Linked DNA regions of Mus musculus: region 2 is linked to region 1. A link is a contact called in public HiChIP or PLAC-seq data. All regions are on one chromosome and are shown on one strand. Each heading gives the region's core, a stretch centred on a gene start, on an enhancer-like site or on the middle of the called end of the contact. The rest is flanking DNA. Distances are from core to core; before and after follow the strand shown. Region 1 holds the start of E2f7 (E2F transcription factor 7). Region 2 overlaps Zdhhc17 (zinc finger, DHHC domain containing 17).

What was found. HiChIP or PLAC-seq counts read pairs in DNA pulled down with a chosen protein or histone mark.
Region 2: an H3K4me3 HiChIP or PLAC-seq map of embryonic stem cells shows a contact between it and region 1, with 21 read pairs. The contact joins the enhancer-like site here to the promoter of E2f7 in region 1. A contact is called at or near these places in 15 of 39 promoter capture datasets (the 3T3-L1 cell line, 3T3-L1-derived adipocytes, the C10 cell line and 9 more), 1 of 15 datasets of contacts at CTCF or cohesin (the NIH/3T3 cell line), 2 of 484 Hi-C or Micro-C datasets (cortical neurons and muscle stem cells), 10 of 115 datasets of contacts at active chromatin or transcription factors (astrocytes, embryonic forebrain, embryonic limb bud and 3 more) and 3 of 9 other capture datasets (adipose tissue, embryonic stem cells and liver).

Annotation. Positions count from the first base shown.
Region 1 is chr10:110,744,144-110,746,916 of GRCm38.p6, reverse strand. It overlaps E2f7 (E2F transcription factor 7), which reads right to left and starts at 1,478. Exons shown (of 13, transcript NM_178609.5): 1 at 1,238-1,478; 2 at 493-585. The coding sequence starts at 585.
Region 2 is chr10:110,976,269-110,978,968 of GRCm38.p6, reverse strand. The region is part of intron 3 of Zdhhc17 (zinc finger, DHHC domain containing 17); the gene reads left to right. Among named protein-coding and RNA genes, the nearest start is that of Zdhhc17, 32 kb to the left of the region's middle. Within about 2 kb of position 1,393, at least 5 of the 459 cell types and tissues checked have an H3K27ac peak or open chromatin away from gene starts, as enhancers often do. A contact at or near this core is called in embryonic stem cells, where this site is marked.

The sequences.
Region 1 (2,773 bases), core at 229-2,728:
CATTGCTGAGTGTGTGGCTCAGTATATCTGAAGCAGAAGGGCTGTCAACTATTCAGAGGAGCTGGTGAGGGTCAGTCACATTGACCCCTGTCTAGGAGGCAAGGCTGTAACTCTTGGGAGACATCTCTGTAGTTGGTCCATTAGGAGGAAGGTGGTGTTTCTCAGCATTCGGACATTAAATCCAGTATTTACAACAACAAAATCCTGTTCCAGGGAATTAACGCTTTCTAATTTCTTCCAACATTAATTCAACTGCCCTTGGGATCTCTAGGCATCACAAACTTCTGATCACTGCATCCAGAATGCACCTTTGGCTTCAGAAGCTGGTTCCAACACTAATGACTTAAGAGGAGCCGAAACAAAGGTCGCAATGGCCCCATTCTCTAAAAACTCCTCTATAACGGCCATCACAATTATGCTGTATACGAGACGAAAGCTAGGCATCACCATCCAAAACATGCTGGAGACTATAAAGTATTTATTTGTGCTTACCTTTTGTGCGTTCTCTGCATCTTCAATGGCAAAATCTAGTCTGGTCTGCCTGGGGCTGATCAAGTCTTTTAGTGTTAAACAATTCACCTCCATCTGGAACACACAACTATATCAGAAAATGATTTTACATTTATTTCCCCCTACAACAACAACGACAAAATGCCACTTGTGAACATCAACTTTCCCTTCCTACAGCATTCCTGGAATTTTCCAAGAATGAAGACACCCTCCATTCCTCATTAAAACTCACACGGACAAACACTTAAAATATACTTAGGAATCACTGGAAATCTGGGAAGACGAAAAAACTGAACAAAACTGCAATCCTTTATGAAAAGCAACAGGCAAAATAGTTACCAAGGAAGGAAGGTGTTAGGCAAATGCCAAGAAAGTTACAGGGTCTCCCAGGTCAGTTAATTTTGGCGCAAAGAACCGGGAGGAATTCAACTTTGAGTGGGTTTGATCTAGGGGGTAGACTGAAACCTGATCTAGAGACCAACCCATGCGGGAAGCGCTCAGCCCCTCCCTAGGCATCTAAGCACACCCCAAGTGAAACTCTTCCCAGGGGACCCCTAAATCGTGGGGGTAGGTGGTAGTGGGGACCAGCCTCCTTCACCTAGCGCTGCAGCCAGCACAACCCCAGGGGGCACTCGGACCCGGGGCCTGTGGGACGGCATCCAGGGCGGCGGGTAACCCGTCTCCGCATTCCCGCCTCCCCATCCGAGGGGGCCGCACGCTTCCTTACTGTCGCTGCGCGATGGAGGGTCTCTCCGGGGACGTCCGCAGCCGCACGCGTGAGCGGGCAGAGCGTGTAGATCTCAGCGGCCGGCTGGCGACATGGGCAGGGCAGGGCAAGGCTCGCAGATCCTCCGCTCCACCCGCGGTGTCCGCGTAGCGACAGCGTCTCCTACCCGCCTAAGCCAAGCTCCAGCCCTGGATCGCGGTCCCCGCTAAAACACCTCCTCTGGCGCCTTGAGACTGAATTTGAGCATTCACCAATGCGCGGCGGCCGGCGGGGCGGTGCCGACCAATGGCGCGGCGGCACGGCCCGAAGCCCCGCCCCTCGCTGTCTTGGCGCTCGGCGCCGCGCCTTTCCTCCCCTTCGCCCGCCCGCCGGATTGTTGTCGCCTCGCCCCCTCCCCCTTCCGGGTACCTGGAGGCGGTGACGCGGGAGCGTTTCCCGCGGGGACGCGGGCGCGGACGCGGGAAGCCGGGGCGGGGCGGCGCGGGCCGGCGCGCTCTCCGCGGGGCGCCCTTTTGTTGTGGGGGACCGACCCACGCCGGCCCCCAGCGCAGCAGATGGAGCCGGGGAAACGATCCGCACGCGCGGGATGCTGCGGACGCCGCCCTGCCCCCAGCAACCTGCGGGAGCCGAGTTGCCGGGACCTGCCAGGGCGGCTCCCTAGCACCCGGCGCCGCCAGGTGACACGTGAACCCTGGTTAGCACCTGGGCTGCGAGCAGATGGCACGCCCGTTAGCCCTGGGAACAACCCCGGCAGCCGCACCAAAGGGGGTTTTGCAAAAGGTTTCCTGGTGTTCCCTCTCCAGAGCATTAGAGATGGTCGAGAATGTGTTATTAGACAGTTTCTAGTAAGGACTAGCTTGGGGGATGGGGGAACAGTCAAGAATATCTCTGGAATATTACTGATTTCTATTAGACCTTTCACTTCCTTCGGATTCTTATTTAAAATATGAACCTAAGGAAAGACTGCTATTTTAGGCCCCTCTTGAGAAACTCTTGTTTAGAACCGTTTTGGATTTGCACAAAAAACTGAAAAGATACTTTAAAAGAGTTCACTCACATCTAGTACCCAGTTTCAGCCACTTATGTAAGTACAAAGCACTTGTTTAAGTCACTATTTATTCAGGTTTTCTTTTTACCAAATGCTTTTTTATTTCCTGTTGGAGGACATCGCTTTTGTTCATCTCTCCTAAGCTCCTGGTTCAGTTTCTTGGGTTGATCCCCAGATTTTCCCCGAGTACTGTTATTTTGTAGGGTGCCCTCAGCTGGGATTTATAACGGCCTCTTTAACACATGCCCACGAGTATTTCCCCACTTCAACGCAAAACTATCATTCTCATTACCCCGTCTTAGCCGTTCCGTGCAAAGGCCCCACCCTTCACCTCTCAGCTCTCAAAAATGTACAATGAGCCATCAGAAGAATTCAAAATATTTACTCAAGTCCTTCGGTTTTTACTCCAGTCTGCTGGTACATTCAGCCTGAAAATGGCTACCGGACTATACCTTAGAAAAGACCAGAACGCATGTAAAACAATCCGC
Region 2 (2,700 bases), core at 144-2,643, 230 kb before region 1:
TTTTCTGGTTCCATCCATTTACTTGCAAATTTCATAACTTTATTTTTCTTCAAGCTGAGTCGTCCACAGTGCGTATGTACCACATTTTCATTATTCCCAGATGAGCTGAAGGCTTTAGGTTGCTTTCATTCCCTATGAGTGTGAATGAAGTGGCAGCTAGCCTGGCCGAGGAGGTCTCTGAGGAGTAGGGCTGAGCGAGTCCTTTGGGCAAATGCTGAGGAGGGATTTATAGAGCTGGGGCGAATGATAGACTTATCGTTAGAGTTTTGAATATTCTTCACTCTGATTGCACAGTGGCTGGACCAGTTTGCAGTTCTTCCAGTAGTGAATGGGGTTCACTTCCCGCACATCGTTTTCCACGTCCCTGTCTTAGTTCCTGGTTGCTTTGTTGATGTTTGCCACTCTGTCTGGGTGAGATGAGTTTTGAGAGTTGTGTTGATTTGCAGTTTCCTAATTGCTGGGGCAGTGAGCAGTTTTGAGTTATTTCTTTTTGTTTGTTTGTTTTGGGGGCAGGGTCTCTCTATGTAATTCTGGCTGTCTTGAAACTATATAGACCAGGCTGGCTTTGAACTCATGGAGGTCCACTGAGTGCTGGAATTAAAGTTGTGTGCCACCATAGCTGCTCACACATGCCTTAGCCAGTTTTCGTTCTTCTTTTGAAAACTGTTTAGATCTCAAGTCAGTTTCATAGGGAATCTTTTTTTTTTTAAACTTTTTGAGTTCTTAGTATATTCAGGATTTTTATCATATGTCTCACACACACACACACACACACACAAACACTCTCACACACACACACACACACACACACACACACACACACACACACACGGCAAAGATTCTATCTCATTTTGTGGGCTTCCTGTTTGTTTATTTCTTTAGCTGTCCTGAAGAAGCTTTTTTTTTTTTTTCCTGTGATTTTTTGACCCCCCCTTTGGAGTTGTTAGAATTCTCTTAAATAATACAGTCGGCTTCCTGTGACAATCACAGTCGTTCCTCTGGATTCACCCTCAGATACAGATATGAGAAAAAAGTTACATGTGAATCAGTCAAGTCAACACATTTTGCATGGTTAAATTAAAGAAATAAAAATACTTGCGCTCCTCATATGTAGGGACGGAATAAAAAAACATTCTTCTCATCGCTTATTGGGGGAGCTAAGTCTGCTCACCTAGGCTACAAAAGAGGTTGAGGATCTTCACCATAGGGTGATGACCAGGGACACACAAAAAACGAACTCTGCACATTGAAAGAACAGTTTGGATTTGAACTGCAGTTACAGTTTGCAGTCATGTTCTAAGATCCAACACTGCAGGGCATAAAGAACCTTGAGTAGCACTTCCAGGAGCCAACTTGCTCCCTTATTGCTGCAACACCCACTTGTGATGCTAATTGTACTTTGTGGCCCATGGACCATGGCTTTTGTTACAAGCTAATCTTGAACAGTTGCTTTGGTGGCAACAGTCACCACCAATTCCTTAATCATTTAAAACGTGTTCTGGATTGACTCTAGTGGGTGAAACTAGTCTTGTAGCTATTGGCTTTTGTCTTTTAAATACTTGTTAATGTCCCTCTTCAAAACTTAGGGAATATTAGTGCCTGCAAGAACATTCTTTGATGATACCCTATAAAATGAATTCTAAATTCTTGCTAGTCCGTGTAAAAGACACACAGTCCAGGTCTTTTATTTACAAGCTGTGAGCTTAGACTGGGCAGGTTTCAGAGCTGTTCTAACTCACATCCCAGCCAATGTACCTCATGGCTATGTGCTCACAATCCATCCCCTCCTTGGACTTCTTTCTTCTCCTCTCCTTTCTATACCTGTGACCTCCAGCCAGGTATCTGAAAGCCGGCCTACCTTATACTGCCCAACCACAGGCTTTATAGCCTTTTATAGCCCAAAGAGCTTTGGGAGCAGGGTAACATAACATAATATGTTGTATGGGAGGATTTTGTCAGGGGCCAACCAGATTTGGGGGCTTAGTACTTAGCATTTGAAAATATAGCAGTACCAGACCAGTCTCCTAAACAACATTTTTTTTTGTAGTATTGAACAGAGGTTTGAATATAAAAATAAATATAAGAGCGAGTTAGGAGGAGAAGAGATGGTTCAGTAGTTTATAGAGGCCCCGGCACCTGCACCTATGCCAGGCTGCTCCCCACTGCCTGCGTCTTGGGTTTCAAGGGGACTGGCATCTTCTTCTAGCCTCTTGGGCACTTTACTCATGTGTATAAACCCACACACATACACATAATTAAAAATGTGAATACAAGCTGTACAAAATAAGAGTTTAAATGTTGTCAATTTGAGCTTAGGTCTTACATCTGGGGTACAAATACCATATTATGAAAACATAGTACTCTCTTTCAGGACTTTACAGTGAAGGAAAAGTCATGGAAGTCACTTTTTTTGGAAATCATTTAATAATTACTCAACACTGACTTGAATTGTATAAATTCACCAAGTAAAAATGAGTCCCAAGATGTAAACTGTCTATAGAAAAGAATAAGATTGTTTAAAAAGAGATCCCAGTGGAGTTTTTTTTTTTTTTTGCTTTAGATTCTAGTCTTTTCAAAACATTTTCAATCAGACACTTCAGACCTATGTAAACATTTGTGTGTGTTTTTTAAAAAGAAGATTTTATTTATTATGTATAAGTGGTCTACCTGCATATATGCCTACAGGCCAGAAGAGGGCAC